3 separate regions of the Hordeum vulgare genome follow, and all the other regions are linked to region 2. Evidence: chromatin contacts called from public Hi-C data. All regions are on one chromosome and are shown on one strand. Each heading gives the region's core, a stretch centred on a gene start, on an enhancer-like site or on the middle of the called end of the contact. The rest is flanking DNA. Distances are from core to core; before and after follow the strand shown. Region 1 holds the start of LOC123410067 (nuclear poly(A) polymerase 4-like). Region 2 holds the start of LOC123410731. Region 3 holds the start of LOC123409730 (solute carrier family 40 member 1-like).

Evidence for each region. A called contact is a pair of places that touch in the nucleus more often than the background predicts.
Region 1: a Hi-C map of seedling shows a contact between it and region 2, with 6 times the contacts expected there. The contact joins the promoter of LOC123410067 here to the promoter of LOC123410731 in region 2. A contact is called at or near these places in 5 of 6 Hi-C or Micro-C datasets (leaf and seedling) and 1 of 1 datasets of contacts at active chromatin or transcription factors (embryo).
Region 3: a contact with region 2 is called in a Hi-C map of leaf, with 2.1 times the contacts expected there. The contact joins the promoter of LOC123409730 here to the promoter of LOC123410731 in region 2. A contact is called at or near these places in 2 of 6 Hi-C or Micro-C datasets (leaf and seedling).

What each region holds. Positions count from the first base shown.
Region 1 is chr7H:515,204,366-515,207,781 of MorexV3_pseudomolecules_assembly, reverse strand. LOC123410067 (nuclear poly(A) polymerase 4-like) reads right to left here and starts at 1,747. Exons shown (of 12, transcript XM_045102957.1): 1 at 979-1,747; 2 at 811-888; 3 at 537-644. The coding sequence starts at 1,056.
Region 2 is chr7H:515,003,160-515,006,201 of MorexV3_pseudomolecules_assembly, reverse strand. LOC123410731 reads left to right here and starts at 1,365. Exons shown (of 2, transcript XM_045103669.1): 1 at 1,365-1,881; 2 at 1,964-2,427. The coding sequence starts at 1,571. The coding sequence ends at 2,300. It overlaps LOC123410730 (acid phosphatase 1-like), which reads right to left. Exons shown (of 3, transcript XM_045103667.1): 3 at 2,687-3,042. The coding sequence ends at 2,985.
Region 3 is chr7H:514,847,816-514,851,020 of MorexV3_pseudomolecules_assembly, reverse strand. LOC123409730 (solute carrier family 40 member 1-like) reads right to left here and starts at 1,821. Exons shown (of 7, transcript XM_045102590.1): 1 at 1,478-1,821; 2 at 1,261-1,411. The coding sequence starts at 1,620.

The sequences.
Region 1 (3,416 bases), core at 498-2,997, 200 kb before region 2:
CTTTAAGGCACAAACCATCATCAGTGCTCCATCTAAAAAAGCACACAGCAGCAGTGCAAATGCTCAGAGCCCACCATCTCCAACTCATACCCCGATGCCATACCCTAACCACCAGCTCTATATCCTGGTGGTCTGGCATCACCTACCCTGTGTTGCCAACATCAACCAAATTGGTAAGATATCTGGATCACAGATTCTTTGTTCGAATTGGTGCCTACTTCCATAGTATTATGTGTTTCTTTTCTTCACACAGATGCAACAAATGTTAGTTCAGTTTGTACCAAAATAAAATCAGTTTCAAGTTATACTTGTTTCCATGGCTTGTTCAGAAACCAATATATTACAAAAATGCTATATAACCAACCCAAAATGCCAGTCTAAACCGAAACCCCGTGGCTACTCAAGCAAGCAATCATTCAACTAATTATCAAACAAAAACAAAGGTAGCCCAGCAAAACAGTGCTGCTTTAACAGGCCTGATGCGATAGAAACTTTAAGCTATAATATGCATGGTAGAAAGCAACACATACACTTACCCCTAGACGGTATGACCCAAAGGTGAAAAGCACAGCATTTGCCTCTTCAACCATTTGATCAGTATATCCTCTCTGACTAGTTAACTGTTTCACCCAAACTTTTACAATCTGCAAATTCAAACAAGGGCCTTGTTCAGCAGTCAACAATCTAGCAAGCATTGTTTCAATCAGTAAGCAATAGAACAAAATAGTCAAAGATTCACATCCAACTGTGTGTCCTTTTTATATATCATACAAAAGCAGGTAAGAAACAGCGTTGCAAGAAAGTAAACACCTTGTCAAGCTCCCCCAGCACCTCCTCCCGCCTAGCAGACTCATCGGCACTTTCATATAGGCCGGCTTCAACCAAAAACTGCAATTATGGTAACAAATAAAACAGTCTTGAGTAACAAAATCATCTTCTGGGAAACAATCAGTAACTGAATGAGTAGCTACTACTAACCTTGTTCAACTCCGCTGTCCTCTGGACATCAGCGTCCAATGGCCCAGCCAGTGATATTGGCTTATTAGAGGTCGCCATTTATCACACAACAACGGCAGCACCTCTAATCTAAGATGATGCAAGCAAGTAATCCTCACTCCCGGACAAGCCGCCTTCAGGACAAAATCTAACGGAACAGGAAACGCTAAATCGCACAGATCGGCGCCTCGGAGCACTGAAAAGGGTTGACAAAATTCGAGGCTAGCCGCCCCAAAATCGAAGCTTTTCGCACGAAACGGAACAGAGCACGACCTGCCTCGGATGAAACCAGAGCCCACGACCGCCACCTCTATATTGACCCTCAAAGGAAGCACGAGTACTAGTCGGACACGAGCAGGGGGGTCGTGCGATAGACGGGTCCAAACAAGAAGGACGCGGAAACCTTCATCACCCGGGGAAACCCCCCACCCCCTGAATCCGAGCCCCCGGCCGCAGAATCGCCCCCACGGAGCCCGACGGGATCGCGCCGCCCGGATCGGATCGAAACCCCGGCTGGATCGGCGGGCGGGAGACGAGGACGCGGCTCGAGATCGGGCACGGACACGGATCCGGCCGGCCGGCCGGAGGGGGGGGGGAGGAGGCGGTACGGCGGGCAGCCGCACCGGCTCCGGCGTGGGCGGAGGGAGGGGACGGAGGCGATGGGGGGGGGGGGGCGAATAGGTAGGGCAGGGCAGAGTGGAGAGAGAAACAGAGAGGGGGGGGGCGGTTGGGTTATCTGTCTTGTCTCGCGGACTCGGATTTAGAGCGAGATTTTTCCCGGGGGTTTATTGGATATTTACGAGCGATTAAGGGGGTGAGATGCGAGGGTTGTTTGATCGTGGAGGACTGTGGGGGTGTGGGGACTGGTGGGATCCGGCGCGGTAATCACGCGGCGGAAGCGGAAGCGGGGCGTATTCGCAGCAGGTTCCTCTGAATCTGTTGGCGCGTGGCGCTGGCATGACACGCGGGTGGAAAAGGGGGAAGCGGGATAGGGATGCAAGGCGGTGCGGTGCGTCGAGATCTTTTCCTTTTCCTTGCCGCCGGCCCCGGGTCTATGCATACGACTTTGGGAGGAGCTTTTGTGGGGAGCGGTCGAGTTGTTTTGACCCGTGAGTGAGGGTGGGTGATTATGTTCCCGCATGAATTAGCTGGGCGTGGTCTGGCAGGAAGGAGTGCACAACAAACCTTTTTCCTTTTTAATACGCTACAGATGCAAATGATCATATACACATGAATACAAGCATCCCTATAAATGATGGACTTAACTACACAGCGGCGCCGTATGCTAGTCTTCTCATGGGGCGGCTAATTCTATCTCCCTACCATGCATGCATGCATGCAATGACGTCAGCAAGATTCTCTTTATTGATTTGAAATTTAAAAAGTTTTATCTCTAAAACCATTAATCTAATTGACAATCCGTTTTCACCGTTGGCTTTGTCGCGACGAGATCTTCAAAACTAAACCCTATGTCGACATGTTTTAAGAACTTTTTTCTACGTCCATAATTGCCACATTTTTAGACTTACTTGTCGTATTATTAGTCGCTTACTTGTGCAAAAGAAAATAACTTAATTGCCATTCTTTTCTCGATGTGAATCATGTGTCGCATGTATCCATATTGCAGCACACAGCAGTGTGGGCTAGAAGGATATGCAGATGGCATCATAAAAATATGCATTGCATGCAAAGCGTCACACAGAAAATCGATAGAAAAAGTGTCTCACACAAAACATGTGTTGGTAGACCTTATTCACTAGCTAAATGCATCTCGTTAGTACTAGTGCTACTAGTAGTAGTTTAAAATTGCATAGTTGCCAATTTTACAAAAACTTAATTGTCAAGATGCTAGTTTAACTATGCCGAGTTGTCATATTTACAAACGATGACCAAAAAAGATTTTTTGGTGGTCATCGGCTTTAAATATATTGAGTTGTTATATTTTTGTGTGTAATCACTTAAAAAGTTGTTTGTGCTTGCCATTTTGATTACGTCAAGATGTCATATTTACACGTAAAAATGTTTGGTGATTAAGTTATTTTTTATCAGACAAGTAAGTACTTACTAATATGACAAGTAAGTGCAACAAATGTGGTAATTATGAGAAAAAAAAGTTGTCGAAACATGTCGACATGGGATCTAGTTTTGAAGATTTCGTCGAAACAAAGTCAACGGTGAAAACGGATCATCGATCGAATTAACGATTTAAGAGATAAAAGTTTTTGAATTTTGATCATTTAGAATGAATCTGATGACATCATTGCATGCATGCATGCATGCATGCAAGAGAACACACAAGCCGCCGCATCGGATGTCCACGGTGCGGCGCTTCTAGATAGAATTTCCCATAAATGATACATGCACACATGCACACCTTATTTCTATGAACACCTTAGATAGACTGAGTCGGCATATCATCT
Region 2 (3,042 bases), core at 116-2,615:
TACGCATTCACGTGCTCGCCGTATATGCCATATTTGTATATATTCCGGTTCTATGTACTGTACGTGCTAGTATGCTTAGGTATCAGTATGAAGTACATATCGTATTTGTGGTGCTCGTTATTTACTCGTGGATTAGTCTAATAAAAAAAGTGTTAATATTTCCAGCAGACACGGCCAACCTTAAAATACATACATAAAGTATCACGCTCACATGAAGAGAAGTCATACACGACTGAAGCTATGCCTGTGAATGAAAAAAGAGACAACTTCCGAAAAATGTGAGCTTTTTGTGCTCAGATAAGACTTATCATTTTTGGGCAAATGAAAAAATGCAAGAAAAACTTTCAATCTATTCATCAACTGTCAAGATAGTACAAAAAATACGAGAAGTAAAAATATATCCAGGTCCATAGACCACCTAGCGACGACTACAAACACTGAAACGAACCGAACACAACCGCCGTCATCGGAGTCGGGCAAACCTTGTTATAGTAGACAGTCAAAAAGTTATCGTGTCAAGGTCCCATAAGACGAGCGCACCAGAACAACAATCGTCGCTGATGGAGAGAAGAATAGATCAGAAGCATTCAACATGTAGGCACACGAACAAAAACGAACGAAGACCGGATCCACATGGATCCACAGAAGACAAACGCCGGCCGAATCCCATAAAGTCCGTCGGAGACAAACCTTCACACACACACCAACGATACTAGGAGCACCCTCGAAACAGGGCTAGACAGAAAGGACCTTATTCCATCTACAAAGAGTCGCCTTCGCCTCCGTCTCGCATCTTTGAATAAAACACAAATTCTAATAAAACTTAATAATACAACAGAAAACTGAACTCTTCCGTCAACAAGGGCCGGGATCCAACCATAACTCCATGGTCCTAAGTTCATTTCTTGGCAGTTGATCGTGCCAAGATAAGACTTTCCATCTTTTGTCAGCTAATCGTGGCGAGACAAGACATTCCGAACGTGTGCACTGCTGATCACATCCACAATCGAGACGCACACGCATGCACAAGCCTTAATTATCCCCACACGCACCCATGCCAGACCTTTAAATGCAATGTTTATCCCTACCGCAATTAGCAATAAACCACTCCCATTTAACCACTTCAGTTCGTACTCGTGCGTCATGCATGAGCGCTCCATTGATCCGACGGCCTACAGGAGCGCTGGCCACGAGCATCCATCGATCCGTCCGTCCGTCCGTCCGTCCGTCGAGCAGCGATACGTGCCGAGACTTATTTTGGATGACGACGATCGCCTTCCTTTTCCGCCTTCCTCACCTATCCGGTCGAGTCGACCACGGGGGTTCAGGATTCCGCTGGCGTTCCGCCCACGGAAACCTTTAGTGCCATGCATATCCCACAATTCTCTCTCCGTCCGTTCTCCTTTCCATTTCCACCGCCGTTATCCATCCAGCCCATCGCCTCCTGGCTCCCCGCGATCTTCTTGCGTAATATAAACAGGACCAAGATGGGCGCCTCTTCCACCCGTGGCGATATCACACTCCGCATTTCGTTGCCTGCTTGGTTCATGTGTCATTAGGCCCAGGTTTCATGGGGGAGCACCGTGTAGGCGAACGACGTCGAGGAGGTGAAGGCGTGATCGTCGGCGCCGGCGGCAGCGGGGACGACTCGGCGTCCGAGTCGATGGCTGCCAGCTTTGATTCCGGCGCGTCCAGCGGATCGCTGTGCTCGTCGATCATGTCCAGCCTGACAGACGACGACGACGACGCCGAGTCTTCCCCGGTGGCGGGTGATCCTACGTCGTCTTCATCGTCATCGCCGTCGGATGCGATGCAGCTGGAAGGGGACGGCGGCGGGCCACTCTACGAGCTGTCGCCGCTGCTGGCGCACCTTCCCGTCAGGTGCGTGGATCGACGTCCAAACCCCACTACATTTGTTCCCAACGAAATTAAAACTAACAAATGAAGAATTCACTTATCACAGGACAGGGCTGTCTAAGTACTACAAAGGGAAGTCCCAGTCCTTCACATCTCTGTCCGACGTCAAATGCTTGCAAGATCTCGCAAAGAAGACCACCGCCCGCGTCTGCAGGAAGGCGAGCCGCTCATCGATTTCGCTTCATGCTCCAGGACCTTTCAGCAAGACGATAGCGAAGAAGTTGGCGCCCATGGGTTCTTCGGGCCGGGGGCCGTCAAGAGCATGGAGCAGGGGCCTTTCTCTCAGAAGCGGTAAACCACCTGCTTACCAGAGCAAGAAAGAGTTGTGCAGTAGACATGATATGCTAGCTAAAGGTGATGCAAGGTTTTGTAACATGGGATGAGATAAGATCTACCAGAGATGCAGTCACCGGAGACAAAAAGAATACTTCCGCATTAAGTGTCTTTGTTTGCTAGTAGAGCTTTCTGCAATTGAAGCTCTTGGAAGCAAATTTTGCTTCCATTTTCACCTGTGTCCAATCTTTTATTACTCTATGCTCAGTCTGATGATGCTAAGAACAGCCTGCCAAGATTGAATAACAATACAGGTATAATAAACAGAGGTTCGTATAATCCAGCACAGTGCAATATCAGACATTTGGTTACTTAGCAGTTAGCAATGAGTTTGGCACTTTCAGTTAGCAATAATAATCAGCAGAGCTAAATGTAGTCCAAGCACAATATCATGTTTATTGAACTGAAATCTCATATCTTTGAACCCAGGTAGATCTCAGTAAACTTGTGGTGCAATTTCAAATTTTTGTATCACCAATGCCCTCATATACACAGGAAACATGCACTTTCGAGCAATAAGTATATGTACATTATCATAAACAACACTGGTAAATTCACCGGTACCCAACCCAGCTACTGATGCGATTGAAGATGACTCCACACTTGTGATTTGAGAATTCTTTACAAATTAAGATCACCAAATCAAACAACTTTGAGAGTGGGGCCATCAAAATGGTTGTAATGTTTGTAGTGCATGAGAAGAATAGCTATTTTCTCCAGTTTCGCCAATAAAATCAACTGATGAAGTACATTGGATTCGGAAGCTTAAAGGATCTCGTTGCCATTGGCAAT
Region 3 (3,205 bases), core at 572-3,071, 160 kb after region 2:
AAGAAAGTTACACTATTGTTTAGTTCGGTTCATTGTTATGCAGTATGAGTTGCCAGCTATTATTAACACAGGTCAGTTTCATTTTTGCCTTTGGAAAACGCTTACTTCAGTTTTCCCTTTATCTTTTCAGAATCTTCCATCAGTGCATAGGCAGGAATAACTGTTCTCTTCCATATTCTAGATTACGTCGGTCATAATTGGCAAAAACAATCAAGATATATAAGCATTCTTAGGATTCCAAAGATTTTGCGCAAATAACCAGACTTCAATCTTTTTAGAAAAAAAACACACTATATGATTCTTCGTGCATTATTGCGGAAACGCCAAGTGGTATGCAGCAATGAAATTTTGCTATTGCACCCCAACAAAAAAACATGTTATGTTAGCAGCTTAATAGTTCAAGAAATTTTGGCAGTAAATTAAAATCAATTCCCTAATGCAGAAATATCTCAAGCCAAATTAACATATGGCGTTCTCTCTTTTATTTTGTTAGACCTATCTCCAAAAAGTATTGAAGAAATTCATTGTTTCCGATGAAAAAATAATTCAGTATTTGGGAATAGAGGACATGTTAGCCAATACTTCACTGAGAGTGGATTTTCAGCACCCAGGTGTTGTTACACCTTTCTCATACTTCTATGCATGCCTTGCCCTCTCTGATTCATATTTTCACTCTTTAGTACAAATTCCAACGATCAATGTGTAGCGTTAACACCTAAAATTCTGCATACCTCATGCCAAGGGCTAATGACATGAGTTTATCTAATAAAGATGATGTGGATAGTTGCAGGCTGTTTGTTAAGAGAACTAGAGATAGTGGAGTCAAAAAAATAGGATTTGGACGTTGAGGTGGGGCATACAGATGTCATATGTCTTCTACACCCATGATAATATTTTGGAGTTTTCCTATTGGGGGTTGTCCCTGGAGAGAATGATACACATCGAATCTTTCTGTATAATCACCAGTAGGTTTTAGTACTCCCTCCTTTCGGTTTTACAAGACTTTCGAACAGCTTGCTTTGTACTGATTTAGGCAGTGTTTAAATGTCTAAAACGTCTTATAAAAGTGAACAGAGGGAGTAGATGATTTTGCCATGGAAATTCCATGACGTCACACGGTAATTTCCCCAAAAGTTCATAATTACCACGTCTTCCAAGGAAGACATTCAAATACAGAATTAACAATGTCCAGTGAGCAAATTCTCATGGTCTGGAAACACTGAGCGTTGGAAAACTTGAACAGTCTGACAGGTCACAAACCTGCAGATACGTGAGCCTCTCGACGAGGGCGCCAACCATGGGGCCGAAGACGACGACGGAGGAGGACTCGACGACGCCGTAGACGGCCGCCAAGAGCAGCGAGCCCGGCCAGATGCGGATCATGTACAGCCCCACGGAGAACTCCCACATACTGGAACGAGGACGCGATCAAATAAGGGCGGTAGAATTGAACAGGTGAAGGCGCGCACGTACGTACCGTGCACCCCATCTGGCGAGGAAGTGGCCGACGTAGAGGCGGCGCAGGAGGGACGCGTCCAAGCCACCGCCGCCGCCGCCGCCGTGGTCGTCGAGGAGAGGCACGAGATGGCCGGCGCTCCCCGCCTCCTCCCCGGGCTCCATCTACGGCGGTGGCCGGCGGCTGGGTCGCGCTACGTACCGAGGTGGGTGGAGGATCTAGGGTATATAGGGGGGAGAGAGGGCCCTCGCCGTCGACAGGGGAGGCGTGGAACATGCGTGTCATGAACGGGAGGGACACCACCATGGGAAGGCGGATCGATGACGTTGACATTGCCCTGATCTATGCAACGATCCAACCGTCGCGGGTCGTCGCTGTCTTCCGCTTGGTTTTTGTCGCCGCTCCCCACGCCGGACTCGTAGTTTGCGTGCAGGTGCAGCAGGTGGGGGGGCTTCTCTCTTGGGGCTACCCACTACACTAGTTCCATGGAGCAGCTCGCCAATGGCCAATGCATACAGTATTGAAGCATCGTGAATATTGTCGGCACATTTTCTTTTATGGTACTAGCAAAAGGACCCATGCGTTGCAACGGGAAAAAAAAAATATCACACATTCTTAATTTACAAAAGGTGGTTTATAATTTGAGTATGTGTAGCTACGATCCAAACAAAGATGATTTTAACCTACAAAAATACAGTTCAAGATTCCACTGATTTTCTATTTAAATACGGCTTGTATGTAGATTTAATACGTACAAAGAAACGGACAATTGATCTTCAATTTCGTGTCTAATTCTGATTTTGCTGAGATGTTCATCCACAATCCAAATCAGTACCGGTATGAAAGAAAGACAAGTAATGCATTATTGATTAAGATTGCATCCTAGATAAAAAAAATTCAAAATGTTAAGAGGTAAAATAACATCATATTCAGATTCTACATATTTTTCTAATCAAAATTCATATATAACATGTTAAATTTAGAGTTACGGTTTAGAAGATATGAGTGTTTTTAAAATATTTAATATGTACTGCGAGTTTAACGTCAGAAACATGAGGGGGTTTTCCATAAAATAACATGAAGGACTAAGAATATATATTTCCTTTATTAGTAGGTATATATATTTATACATTCTCACTTTCAGAAATATGATGACATGTAGATAAAGAGTTTACAATGCTTGACGTGCTTTTTTTGACAAGTTGCCGCTAGCAGTAGGAGCACAACCCCTCGCCAAGATGAGCATTTTTCTGAACATCATCATCTGGACTCGTTGAGATTATGATTAGAGCATGCAGAGTTGCGGGAAAGATCGTAAAACAAAGGGGAGTGGTCCCCCAGCTGACGTGCGGGGCTAAACACGACGCGGGCAAGATGCACTGTTGTCACATTCTCTCTACTCTTCTTCCCTCCCTCTCTCCTCCTTGTCTCGTCAACGATATCGGTGACATACATAGTTGAGTAATATTTAACTTGTCAAGATCTCCCGATGGACTTCGAATATCTTTTTCCTTAAAAAAAATTATGTGTAATATTGTATCTTGATAATGTTATATGACAATAACAACAAACAAAAGCAAGTAATTGTAATGGATGCTCACTTAAAAAATATATTGTAAACGTGCTAGCACTCCAGCAGCTTGTCGTAGGTGCAGCCATTTAAAAAAGCAATCTCCCCACCGAGAGCAATCTCCCACTCAAGGATAGCAACCCTTATCCACATCGTCATTCCTCTAGCAGCGGTGCTCC